Regions from separate parts of the Mus musculus genome. Here all the other regions are linked to region 2. A link is a contact called in public Hi-C and HiChIP or PLAC-seq data. All regions are on one chromosome and are shown on one strand. Each heading gives the region's core, a stretch centred on a gene start, on an enhancer-like site or on the middle of the called end of the contact. The rest is flanking DNA. Distances are from core to core; before and after follow the strand shown. Region 1 has its middle 26 kb from the start of Tmem154. Region 2 overlaps Trim2 (tripartite motif-containing 2). Region 3 overlaps Fhdc1 (FH2 domain containing 1).

Region 1 (4,268 bases), core at 542-3,041, 470 kb after region 2:
GAGATCTTTGGGTTTGGCTGAGTGCATTAACGAGCCAAAGTATGTTGATTGGGAAAATGGGCATTGGGCCACCAAGTCTTCTCTTCCCGGGGCCTGATGCTCTGACCAGGGGTACTGACTGGGGGGAGGGGGGGGGCACTGACTTCCCACACAGGAGAACACCTCAGGTTTAGGCTATGCTCCAAATCAGGATCCTCCTGACCCAGCTCCCCAGTGCTAGGATTACAGGTGTGCACATCCAGGCACATGGTCCTCGACACTGTCCTGCTGTTCCTGGTCTGGTCATTGCTCCCCCTGCTGTATTGCGGAGAGTGAAACCCAGGGAGGTTGCCTGCAGAGCTGGGGCACCTGCCTTGGGCCCACGGCCTGAGGGAAATGGGTTTAATCGCAGTTAACTGAGTTTGGGTTGGCTACAAGAAGCCCTAGCACCAGGTAACTGCACTTCAGCCATTCGTGCCTTTGAGGGTGCTTTTCTGAGCTTCATCTCCACTACCACATTGCTGGGTGGAGTTCTCAGAACTCTTCTGGTTTGAGAGTCGCCTAATTGACAAATCTAAATTAAAAAAAATTTTTTGATACAATAGGCCTAAGAGGTTTTCCATTTTAAAATATTTATTATTATTGTTATTATTATTATTATTAATTTGTGTGAGGGGTGGGGGTGTGTGCACACGTGCGCCCCACATGGCATGCATGCCCTGGAAGACAGAAAAGGCTGTGTCAGGTTTCTTAGAGCTAGAGTTACTGGTAGCCGTGAGCTGCCTGTTATGGGTGCTGGGAACTGAACTTGGAATCTTTGCAAAACCTGTAGTGCTTACCCACTGAGCCACTGATCAAACTAAGATCTTTCTAACAGCAGGCCTGCAGCTCCATTGCCGCAGAGGGAGGGAGTGACCTTCAGCATCATGAGAACACAGCACAAAGGGCCCTACCCTGTCCTGCCCTGCCCTACCTCACCCCACCCTGCCTCACCCCTGTGGCCTGCATAGTCTCTGCAGGTAGGAAGGACAGTATGGAGTATTAGGGCCTCATGTTTCTGCTCACTTGGCTGTGTAATAGACACAGAGGAGGCCCATGGCTACGCTCCATGGATGACTGCAAGAAACACTTGTTTCCAACGCTACAGACAGAACTTCCTAACCCAGTGCTGGACAGCTTCATCCGAGTGGCTCAGTTTATAATGCAACCTAAATTCACAGATAGGAGCTGCCTCTCTCCCAGGAAATCATGGCTCTCCCTTTGTCTCTAACACAGGCATGGCCAATCCCTGCTTCCTCCCACACTCCTGCCCTCAGAAGTCCACACACCTAACTGGATGACTTGGTGACATTCTGGCCTGCTTTACCAGATGTTTTCAACCTGTAACCAGCAGCCACACTTAGCTTCTTGTGACTGAAGATAGTTATAAATGTAGTTATAAATGTAGCCCACAACACAACGTAATAAATGGACCTAGAACATGAGTTAGTTTCTTCTGTAGTATTTTTGTAACTCATTTCGTGGTTACTGAGCATGAACTTTGTAGAAGATATCGTTGTGTTGCAATGGCAGAAGGTTGGACTTGTCTAGGTCTCCTCTATCACAGCATATTACACTTGAGACAGCCTCAAGCAACATCTAGGTTTCTGTCACCACTGTGCCTCCAACCAGCTACTAACAGAATTCAAAGTGTATCAGGATCGGGGCTGCAGCTCCTCCCCCAACTGTTCCATTCCTCCAGACGGGAGCAAGCAAGGTCATTTCCCCAGGACACAGTGGGCATTCCCTCCCTGGTTGCTTTGGTCACTCTTCCACTGGGCTTGCGCCACTTCCACCACCACCCCCAAGCTCCCAGCAGCTGTCCTTTAGGTGCTGTGAGCACAACCAGCTGCAGGCTGCCTGCTGTCCCCTAAGACATGGGGATTGTTCTTCTAGGATAGGAATGGGGGACACAGGGCAGCTCTCCTCAGGCCCTCCCTTGAGAGAAGGGGTGCCTTGCAAATTACAGGAGATAAACATTCATTTGCATGATTAAATGAATCACCTTATCAAAGGCTCATACCCGGGCATCTGCGATTTCCGAAGGTCCCATTATCAGCTCATTTCCGCCTAGAAAGGTCAATGATAATCTCTTTGGAAGAGAGATTCCCTTAGAGTCAGTCTGCAATATTTAATACTTAACTGCGCCAGCAGCGGGCAAGGCCTTTGGAGGGCTGTCCTGGGATCAGAGTTAAACTGTAGCGTATCTCAAGTTCTCCTTTCTTTCCCTGGGCTCCCACAGGATCAAAATTAGGAAAATAATTAAGAACTCTTCCTAATTACCAGTGTCCTGGCTTCCCTTTCTGCTCAATAATTTCCAGGTCTATCTATAGCACGTTCAGTCTTAGCTGCAGAGCTGTCTTTGCCAAAACCCAATATACAAGATAGAAAAACAGCAGAGGCAGCCGTGATTTTGCCTGCTAGAGTCTTCTAACTTCAGGAGTGTTTGGGGGTTTTCTGGGACCCTGGTTGCTACCAGTAACTACAGGGCATCTCCAGGACAAAGGAAGGCCTGCATTAGCCTGCACTCGGTGGAGTTTTCTAAGCAGTGATTAAATGCCTGTTTAAAATCAATGATTAAGTCATTAGTTAAACAGTTCAGCAGATCATGGTCTGACGTTTAGTAATGACAAATCTTCCTGGACCTCGCTGCGGATGGAAAGGTTTGGATTTCTATCCAAGCTTAGAGAACGGATATCCACCTTTAACAAGATCTGTATCTAGATTGAATGTTAGGGAAGGTTAAGATCTCTTAAAAACAGATTTTAAGAGCCAATGTCATACAAACCAACAAAAAGGACAAAATCTCCTGTCAGCTATTCTTCACTCTGCAGGGACTTGCCTTGTCTCAAGGCACAAAGGGCCTCATCATAAGGCTTCCATCCGTCCACGAGCTCCTCTGGTCCATCTCTTCCTAGAGGCAGCTGGAGTTGAGGCTTAGAGGAGGTGGTGAAAGGGAAGGATGGGGGAGTAGAGGGACTTGTAGCTTAGATTTTTTTTTCAAATCCTATTTTTAATAACGGTTCTTAAATGCTTTAACCTCCCTTCTAGCCCACCACCCACCGGAGGCAGTAGAAAAGAAAGGTTATTAGGATACAGGGAAGATGGACCTATTTAAAAATTGTTGTTTGGAGCAAATTCCATCTGCCTTGTCAGGAAATCAGCAGTTCAGTTCACAGAAGACAACAGCAGCAGCAGCAGCTCATCCACTCCCAAACATTGCACGAATACAACAGCAGTTCAGTTCACTGGCACAAGTCAGCAGGAGAAGCTCTCTGCCATGCCTCTCTTAAGGAAATGAAGATGCTGGGAGATCAACTAACTATGCAAGCAAGCCATCTCTGTCCATTGAGTCCTATTTATACTCCCTTCAAACATCATGTGTCTTCCATGTGTCTGTCTTAGCAAAACTCCATGTGAGTCTGAATCATTGACTCATGATGTCAGCTGACATCAGTCTGCCAATTGGCCCACATCCGAGGAAGCAGCAAAAAGCCACCAAAACATCACCAGAAGTATTTTGGTGCATTTCTCTCTATGGAGTCACAACAAACTGAGCTCAGTTATGCATTTCAAGGTGAACCTATGCATGCATATTGTTAGAGAAGAATCTTTTGTCACACGTCTTTTCATGGTCTTGCTTTAGCAACGTTCATCCTTTCACCTGTGTCTGCTTCAGGAAAACACTCCTTCACATGTTTGCCCCAGCAAAAGCCATCCAACACAACTGACTTTCCAAAGAACCCTTAAGTTTCCACTTCAGAGGCTCTATGAAGATGAAGGCTCTTCTCACAGTGACTCTTGCCATCTGTGACAGGTCAGGAGCATGGGCAGAAAGCAGCTATTGTGTCTTCCCAGGCTGCCATTCGGGTTGGCTGAAAAGCAGGCTGCCCCCATCTTGGAACACTTTAGAGTTTCACCAATGATGAACATCATTGCATGGTGCAGCCCTGTGAGACAGCACACAGGAGGAAGGAGTGAATTGTTGGTACTTGCAGTAACATGGCTCACTGGAGGGACGATTTTATCTAAAAGTAGATGGTACAAAAAATATGTACTTTATTTTATGTTGTTGTTTTTTGTTTGTTTGTTTGTTCATTTTGTTTTTAAAGCAGAGCCTCACTATGTAGCTCTGACTAATCTAGAACTCAAACTCATAGGGATCCACCTGCTTCTGTCTCCCAAGTGTGAGGAATAGAAGAGAGTCCTATCAGGCCTGGCCACGTATGCACATGATGGTGTTTTACTCA
Region 2 (4,134 bases), core at 173-2,672:
GGTTTATTACCATTTTTACTATATCAACATAACAAGAACAAGAAGACTCATACTTAGGATTATAGGCATTATGTGTGTCAACAAGGGCGTGAACAAACCATGTTCATGGGTGAAGAATAGCAGGGGCTGTTTTATTTCCCTCAGAGGGTGCTATAGCTAAATAGTGAGTTTATAACCCCAAAGGCTTTCACTACTAGAACCAACTGAGGCTGTTCCAAGTGAGGGATGAACAGAGCTCTTAAGGAGATGGTCTCTCATGCCTGGCATGACTGATCGATCAGTTACTGTGGTTTACTAAATATTTGTATAATTGTGATACACGATACAAATATAGGTTACAGGTTTTGGAATGAAAATTTTAATGACAATGTTAAATTCATTCAATGTATCTAATGAGGCTATAGGGAACAATTGTATCTTGATGCTTCAGATGATACTTAATAGCTCTGAAATGTTCTTGGGATGTTATTTTACATATCCATTATGACGCTGCTTAAATGTATGGAAGTACTAACTAACAAATCAAGAAGTGTTGCAGTCAGGGCAGCCTTTAGAGTAAAGGTTGCTCATGTGTGGACCTCAGAGAGGTCACAGCTTTGAGCACCGATCTGATTTGAGGATGGCCTCAGGTCCTTTGAGTCCTTTCTGGCACCTTAGAAAGAAGCACAGGCAGTTCTCACTAATACATTAGGTTATGAATGCCTTGATGCAGGCTGGGAAGGCAGCGGGCACACTTTGCCTAGCCTGTATGAAACCTTGAGTTTCATCGTCAGCAATAAGAAAAAAGAGGGAAGGGAAAGGAAAAGGGAAGAGAGGGGAAGGAATGAGGGAGAGAGAAGGGGAAGGAAAAAGAGGAAGAATTTGAAAGGCTTCCTGAATTCTAGTCACATAGCCACTTATACGCAACAATGTAACTTCAGAGACCAGCGAGCATGTGTGGGGCTGGTAAGGACGCTGTTACCCTGAGCTCCTTCTGTAGTAATTCCTGCACATGATCCTTTTGGTGGTCCTTGCTTACTTGTTCACCCAGTGTAATTTACTCGGCTTAAGTACATCTCCTTCACATTGGAATTAAAACACAGACTTTGCTTTATTTTTGTTGTTCATGGGAGAGGGTCTTGATGTAGCCTAGGCTGCTTCCAGTTCCTGATCCTCCTGCCCCCTGCCAGCACCTCTGCTTTTTGCCTTGCAAGTGCTGGGAATCACAGGCATGCCCCCCAGTACCCCCTCGCTTAGTCAACTTGTGGTGAAAGCAAAAGGAAAGCCGTTCCTCTGCCCAGCTGCAGCTTTACTCAGTTTCCTGCAACTGCGGCAGGAAAGGAGTGGAAAGTTCCAGAAGTCACAGTTTCAGATCACAGCTACAGCAGGATGCCACCGTTATACTTGTTCTGATGTATAATTAGTCATCACTGTTCATTGCTGCTGTGGTTTGGATCTGAAATGTCTTCATAGGTTCATGTGCTGAAGGTTCAGTCCCAAATGCTGGGATATTCAGAGGTGAGCTTTCTAGGAAGCGAGTGGATCCTAAGGCTCTGACCTCATCAATGGATCTAATGCACTGATGGGGTCATCACTGAATGGACCAGTAGGAGGCAGCAGAAGCTGAAGGCGATCTAGCCTATCTAGAGGTGGTAGGTCACAGACGGGAGGACTCAGAGGGTATAACTTAGCCCTAGCTGTGCCTCACTTTCTTTTAGTCTCTGCAAGTCATTAGGACTGAAGCTCTGAGACCATGAACCAAAATAAACGTTTGCTCCTTGACGTTGTTATTCTCTGGTATCGGATCACAGCAGCAGAAAGCTGACACAATGGTTCCCTTTATCATATTTATGAATTAAACTGTATCATAAGTGTGCATACACAGGAAAGTAAAACCCAGAGTATCTGTAGAATCCCAGACTAATAAATGCCCCCCCCAAAACACTGCTAAAACAATAAAACCATTTTTTAAAAAACCTATAGTAGACTACTTACTAACTCTGACTTATAGATATCATATTTATTAAGCAAGAAATCACTTGAATTTAGAGTTACTGCTAACTGCTGTGTCATGGGGAAAAAAAAACTCATGCATACCATACAACAGCTGTCACAGAGGAAAAAAACAAAGCAAATGCTATCATTTCTTTAAGATGAAAAGTGAGCTTAAAGAGTTGAAATAATCTCTAGATTCTGAAACCATCACTTCTAGAACTTTGATAATCACAAACATTTTATATTTTCTGCATCTCACCTAATGCTATTGACTTAAACAGTTCTCAGATGAAGACAATCTAAGAGCTGAAATCGTTTTTATAGCTTTGCTTTTTATACTTGTATGGAGTTGTTTAATAATGTTGGTGCAACAGATCGAGCCTGGCCCCTGGTACATGCTAAGCCCATACTGTATTATTGTGGTGGTGTGAAGATGTTTGGCCCGTGGGAAGTGGCACCATTAGGAAGTGTAGCCTTGTTAGAGGAAGTGTGTCGCTGTGGGGGTGGATTCGAGGCTCCTAAGTACAGGAAGGACAGTCTTCTTCAGGCTGCCTTTGGATCAGCTCATAGAACTCTCAGCTCCTCCTGCACCATGCCTGCCTGGATGCTGCCATGCTCCTACCTTGATTATAATGGACTCAACCTCTGAACCTGTAAGCCAGCCCCAATTAAATGTTCTCTTTTATAAGAGTTGCCTTGGTTATGATGTCTGTTCACAGCAGTAAAATCCTAACTAAGACTATCATTGAGTTGCAGCCCCCAGCCCTCAGGAAATCCTCCTCCTTCTAGAAACATACACACTTCTGTCACTTCTGTCTCTATGTCCAAGCAACTGTTTTACAAATCTTTAAATCATTCTCATCATCTCAGTTTCCAATTAAGAAACTGATGTCCATCATATTTTATCTCCAAGTATGTAAGTCCATATTAAAACCTTCATGTTTGCCAGGCGTGGTGGCGCACACCTTTAATCCCAGCACTTGGGAGGCAGAGGCAGGTGAATTTCTGTGTTCGAGGCCAGCCTGGTCTACAGAGTGAGTTCCAGGACAGCCAGGGCTACACAGAGAAACCCTGTCTCGAAAAACCAAAAAAAAAAAGTTCATGTTTAAGCTGAAGCCAGATCCCCATAGGTTTACTCCATTCCGTTCCGAGTGTCTGTACAGTGCTGTACATTATTTACAACTAGACAATTTCTCCGTACAAGGAGTGCAGAGTTAACAACAGTCCGAGTACTAACAGTACCTTGACAGAGTGATTATGGAAATCTGTAATGATGATCTCATTATTGCTATTCACAGCTGCAAAGTGGGGACCTGCAATAAAATGGAGGAGAAACACGTGAGGGCTCCGACAGCAAACACGATGACAAGCACAGCAGTTGCTGCAGCACAAGACAAGGCTAACACACCGACCTAATTAAGGAAGGACAGAGAACCCGAGCCCCAGTCCATGAACCATCACTTGGCCAGACTTCTAGCTCCTGATAAACTGGATCCAGCACGTTTCTCAGCTGTCTGCTCTGACCTCGCCCCACCAAGCCTTAGAAGTGGCAGTCCTAAGAAAATAGGATGAGCAGGAAGCGCCAGCAACTCTTCTCGCTCTGCCCCTCCGTAAGCCATACCCACCACCCCTGACCGCAGCACGCTTTTGCTACGTATGGAAGTAAAGCAGTGCTCTAATAATCAAAAGAAAACTATTGGCATTCTCTGCTCTGGGAAAGAGCTTCTAAAATATAACTTTTCTTCTGGGAAAAAAACCTGCATTTTATAATATTGAGTGACTATTCAGAATCTGGGCCAGACAAAGAAGGAGAGAATGAACACAAAGAAAAATGATGCCAGCTAAACTTGAAATAGTGCCAAGCATCCTTTGGAAAGAAAAATCAATGGACTGTGCTCAGCCTTTTCTTGCAGATGTGCACAACCAACAAAAGCTTGTGATTGCAAAGTTGCAAGATGCAAAGTTAAAAAAAAAAAAAGAAAGAAAGAAAGAAAGAGAGAAAGAAGACTGTCTTTGCTGCTCTTAGCAAATACTTACACTCCTGCCCTCTTACAGTAACCTACAAAGGTAAAACAGCCCCCATCCAGAGGCTTGTGAAAGAAAACTGCAGCCATGGAAAAACTGCAGCTCACTGATCTTCAAACACTTGTGGGTTGTTTG
Region 3 (4,278 bases), core at 15-2,514, 280 kb after region 2:
CCTTGGCTCCTCTGGGTTATGGCTGCCAAGAATTTCAGTGCTACTTCATCAAAGTCCTCAGCGTGACAGAAGACCGTGTGTCCCCAGTACATTCCCAAGTCATAGAGAGTGGGCTGGTGATGCCCAAGGGTCACAAGGCATAGTTCCCTGATATAGGTTAGCGACTGCCTCTGAGCCATGAGGTGGCTGTGTGTGGCGAGAAAGGGGGTTGAATGTTTGAGCTGCTGCGTGGACAGCTTTCATTGCTGCCATATTTACTAAGCTTATATGAGAAGGAATGTAGGAAGCATATTGTTTCGTGAAATGACAAGTATGTGTGTATCTTAAGAAAGTCTACCTGTGAGGAAGTTCTTTTGGAGTGAGTGGCTGGGCTTAAGGTATAGGAAAGAAACAGGTTGCCCTCCTTGGAGGAGGGAACACTTAGCCAGCTACACAGCAGAAGTGTACCAGTTCAACCGCTTTCCCCTTAGCCAGCCTTTGCTTAACATTCTAGGGATGGTGGGAAACAAAAACTATTTAGGAAAGTGAAACCAGAGAGAGAGAGAGAGAGAGAGAGAGAGAGAGAGAGAAACCACCTGAGCTGATGGCCCAAGGCAGCGAGAGCCTTCCTGATGTGGCTTCGAAGAGAAGAGGGTATTCACAGAAAGATAATGCTTTGTCCATTGCTCTTCTGCAGGGCAAACAGCTAAGAACAACTGCGGAAGAGTGGGCCTCCTGACAAGAACTCCTATGACTTAGCCGCAGACCCTGTGGGGATGGATGGATGGATACCAGGAAGAAACGGCCTAACAGAGCCCACGTTGCACCTGGGACAGCCAAACACTCTAAACACTGGCTGGAAAAACAGTCACAGTGGAGTTGGATGCCATGAATTCTATAGCATCCTGCACAGAACCAGAACTTCATGCACCCGACTGTGCTTGGTACTGCTCTGCACTGAGAGATGGCAGCAGCCTCTGGGTTGCAGTTGCACCCTGGGTGGTATACACAGCCCCTGCCTAGCAGGCAGAAGGCCTTGGTTTCAAAGCAGTGAAGACTTTGATTGGCAAGTATCCATCCTCCCCCCCCCCCCCAGGGCAGCCCTGCCTTGGCTCAGGGGTCTCACGGGAGGCTGAACACAAGAGAATGGAGGTTTGGCTTTGGTTTTTAAATAAGGAAGGCAAAAAAAAAAAAAAAAAAAAAAAAAAACACGTCAGACTATGTGATTAGTGAGTCACCCTGAGTTGTCACAAACACATCCACTCTACTGGTTTTTGTTGATGTTATTCAGAGTGGCTCCTGCCACACCCTGTGGGCTGATGACATATTCATGTGTTGATGGGTACCTAAGCTATGTGTGCCCTGCTGCTCCCAGCAGAAATCTCACAGGTACGATGTGTCTCACTCTTCTACAGAAACATGAGGCATATCAGCTCAAGTACTCCAGTGTCTGGATGTTCTATGGGACTCTCTCCCATTGTCCAAAAATATGAAGGCTACAGAATCAAATCTCAAGGTGCCAGGCAGGTTCTCAGGGAGAGAGGCTTGTGCTGCTGCCATTTCGGTGCAGGGAAGAGTAATCAGAAGACCCAGGCACCATCATCAGAAGCCATTTCTCCTGCTAGGATCATCATCGCTGCGCATCCTCTGCCATGGAAGGGCAGCGGGGCGCGAGGATCCTCGTACGCACTTGGGGTAAAAGCATGATTGGGCGCTTGCTGCCTGCACAAATCAAATAGGCAGGCCTGCCCAGATTGCTGGATGCTAAGAGGGACTGACCTGGAGGAAGTCTTCCATCTGCTGGCACAGCTCCTGGTCAAGCTGGATGTTTTCCTGCAGCGATTTCGTTCTGACAAAGAGAGAGTGCAGCTCTGCCTCGGTGATATCCAGAGATAATCTGCAGAAGGAAGTGGGGAGTGGGCAGCTGGCACCAGGGCACCAAGCCTGGAACAGGACAGCCACTGGGGTCACATTTACCCACTTTTGTGTTTAATTCTGAGTGAGTCTCCAAGACATTTAGTGCTTCCTCAACACACAAGAATTAAGGAAAGCAGGCTGACAACCAGCCCAGCCCACAGGCAGGGCTGGAATTACTTTTCACACAGGAGGTCTCAGCACCTCTGTGTGACAAGCATCATGACTAAAATCCAGTGAGATGCGGAGCAGCTGCCTTCCCTGTGTTAGGATGCTCTCCTAACTGAAAGGGACCCAGGCAATGGAGGCTGACTTTTAGACTTCCTCTAACAGGTCACAGGCAGCCAGATTCTACCTCTCCCTATACGTTACAGAGAAGGGAAACATGGCCGACAACAACATGGCTCATGCTCTGCAAATGAGCAGCTGGACTTGGTTCTAGCCATTGAATGCCCACAACGGGTTTTGTCAGCAGGGAAGGGAGCAGGCAGAACCCAAAATCCAGGGGAATTTTGTATATTTGGATGCATTCATGTTGACATTATGAATGTTAGGGTTGTTGTTGTTGTACAAAAGGTTTCCCCCCTTTACTGGCCACTGGCGTCCATTGGAGAAGTCACCAGACTTCACTTGTGCATGTCGCTCACCTTCCCCTTCACATAAACAAAGCCTGCTGGGAGGAGCTATCCAATACAAACAAGAAATGCTAGCTCAAAAATACATTCATCTTCTCTCTATATATATTTCTATAGTATTAACACAGTAAAAATACTTGCATATTAGTTTCTATTAGGGGTTTTTAAAAGTTTGTATCTTATGTTTGTTTTTCTTGGAGCATAATCTAGTGAACTGTAAACATGAATTATGAGGTGTTTAATCTTTGTAATGGTAATCCTCCTGTTTGGATGTCAGTAACAGACACTCTCTAATGACAGGATTGAGTTGTGGTTTATTTCCTTATTTGTAGATGGTTCGTGCTGTCATGACAACTACAGTCCCTCGAATAATAACGACATTATATAGACAGGCATGTTAGCAGATGCCTACAGTCCCAGATTCTCAAGAAGCTGAGGCAGGAGGGTCATTTCAGCTCAGGGATTCCAGGCCAGCCTGGGCAACAAAGTAAGGCCTCATTAAAAAGAAGACAAAGTATCTCATATTAATTTGGCTGATCCAAGCAGTGGTGAGCTGAGCCAGCTCACCAGAGGCAACTCTGCAGATTTCTTCTCAATTTTACATTAAGTAGTTCGGTGCCAGCGGTCAGAAACCAGCCAGGCTAGCAGTATTGAAGGCTCAGACATCAGCAAATGTGAAAAATCAAGACTTTTTTTTTTTTTTTTTTCCTGATTAACTGCAGTGTTTACCAGAGGCTACCTGGGCCTATTATAAGTTAAATAACACACTGGAGGTAATATCCACACAGATCACTGTTGCATTAAAGCATGCATCTTCTATATTAAGTTTAGAAGCAAATTAGAGTAATGTAATTAGGGTTTCATGCTTCGTAGACACTTTCTCTGTAAAACCGAGTGACTAATTTAGAATCAAGTCCTTTCACAGGCCTTGGTGTGGTTCCAAACTCTTCAACTACAATAGAAAATAAATGTACCACATTCAAGTCCATGGGGAAACAGTGATGTATGGCTCTACAAGTTTGATCTAAACTGACTCCCAAGCTAAGCGCTTTCAGCCTTTTGGGTGTGGGAGGGATTTGAATCCCTAATCCCTATTTTTCTTAGACTGAATGATACTCTTTAGCATAGACTAAAGTGGTTTCTTTCGGTTTAAAAATAACAATTAATTGTTCAAAGTCCCAAATTACACACACACACACACACACACACACACACACACACACACACACACACACCAAGCACATGGAAGGGAAACCCAAAAGTTCAATAAGAGAAAACATTTCAGAGTTCAGACTGGGATCCGAGTGTTCATCACGACACCATTTTCACAGAAGGGTCATCTAGGAAACCAAGGCTCACATTTGCCTCTGTGCTCACCTCGATGTCTCTTGCACGTGCTGCAACTTCTCAGAGAAGTTTAGAAGGATGGCATCTTGCTTCTGGGCTTCCTGGAACAAAAGCAGACATTCTTCTTACCAGATGAATAAATCCGGGAGGGAAGCCTCACTCCCTTAGAGCTTCAGGGAGCCTCAGGGAAACAACACTTAGTTTTCAGCTTGAAAATCACGTTGAAAGCAATCCCCTGAGACATGAACTCTGAGACATGAACTCTTCCTAGGATTTACCAGAACTGCCCCAGACCATTCAGATACCTTCAACCTTCCCAGGACAGACGATCCTCACATGAAATTCAACTCATGTGCATTCAAACTCAATGGAATGAGGTAGCGGCTTAGCACCCATTGTTTCC

What was found. Hi-C and Micro-C count contacts between places; a contact is called where the count stands out from the background. HiChIP or PLAC-seq counts read pairs in DNA pulled down with a chosen protein or histone mark.
Region 1: a contact with region 2 is called in an H3K4me3 HiChIP or PLAC-seq map of bone marrow-derived macrophages, with 7 times the contacts expected there. The contact joins two enhancer-like sites. A contact is called at or near these places in 1 of 484 Hi-C or Micro-C datasets (embryonic stem cells), 4 of 115 datasets of contacts at active chromatin or transcription factors (bone marrow-derived macrophages and embryonic stem cells) and 1 of 9 other capture datasets (embryonic stem cells).
Region 3: a contact with region 2 is called in a Hi-C map of bone marrow-derived macrophages, with 20 read pairs. The contact joins two enhancer-like sites. A contact is called at or near these places in 1 of 39 promoter capture datasets (liver), 3 of 484 Hi-C or Micro-C datasets (the HL-1 cell line, bone marrow-derived macrophages and embryonic stem cells) and 3 of 9 other capture datasets (adipose tissue, liver and pancreatic islet).

The regions. Positions count from the first base shown.
Region 1 is chr3:84,638,135-84,642,402 of GRCm38.p6, forward strand. No RefSeq gene overlaps it. Among named protein-coding and RNA genes, the nearest start is that of Tmem154, 26 kb to the right of the region's middle. Within about 2 kb of position 1,792, at least 51 of the 459 cell types and tissues checked have an H3K27ac peak or open chromatin away from gene starts, as enhancers often do. A contact at or near this core is called in bone marrow-derived macrophages, where this site is marked.
Region 2 is chr3:84,168,244-84,172,377 of GRCm38.p6, forward strand. Trim2 (tripartite motif-containing 2) reads right to left here. Exons shown (of 12, transcript NM_001271727.1): 10 at 3,217-3,287. Among named protein-coding and RNA genes, the nearest start is that of Mnd1, 15 kb to the left of the region's middle. Within about 2 kb of position 1,423, at least 28 of the 459 cell types and tissues checked have an H3K27ac peak or open chromatin away from gene starts, as enhancers often do. A contact at or near this core is called in the HL-1 cell line and bone marrow-derived macrophages, where this site is marked.
Region 3 is chr3:84,449,612-84,453,889 of GRCm38.p6, forward strand. Fhdc1 (FH2 domain containing 1) reads right to left here. Exons shown (of 12, transcript NM_001205355.1): 9 at 3,906-3,976; 10 at 1,759-1,876. Among named protein-coding and RNA genes, the nearest start is that of Fhdc1, 28 kb to the right of the region's middle. Within about 2 kb of position 1,265, at least 41 of the 459 cell types and tissues checked have an H3K27ac peak or open chromatin away from gene starts, as enhancers often do. A contact at or near this core is called in the HL-1 cell line and bone marrow-derived macrophages, where this site is marked.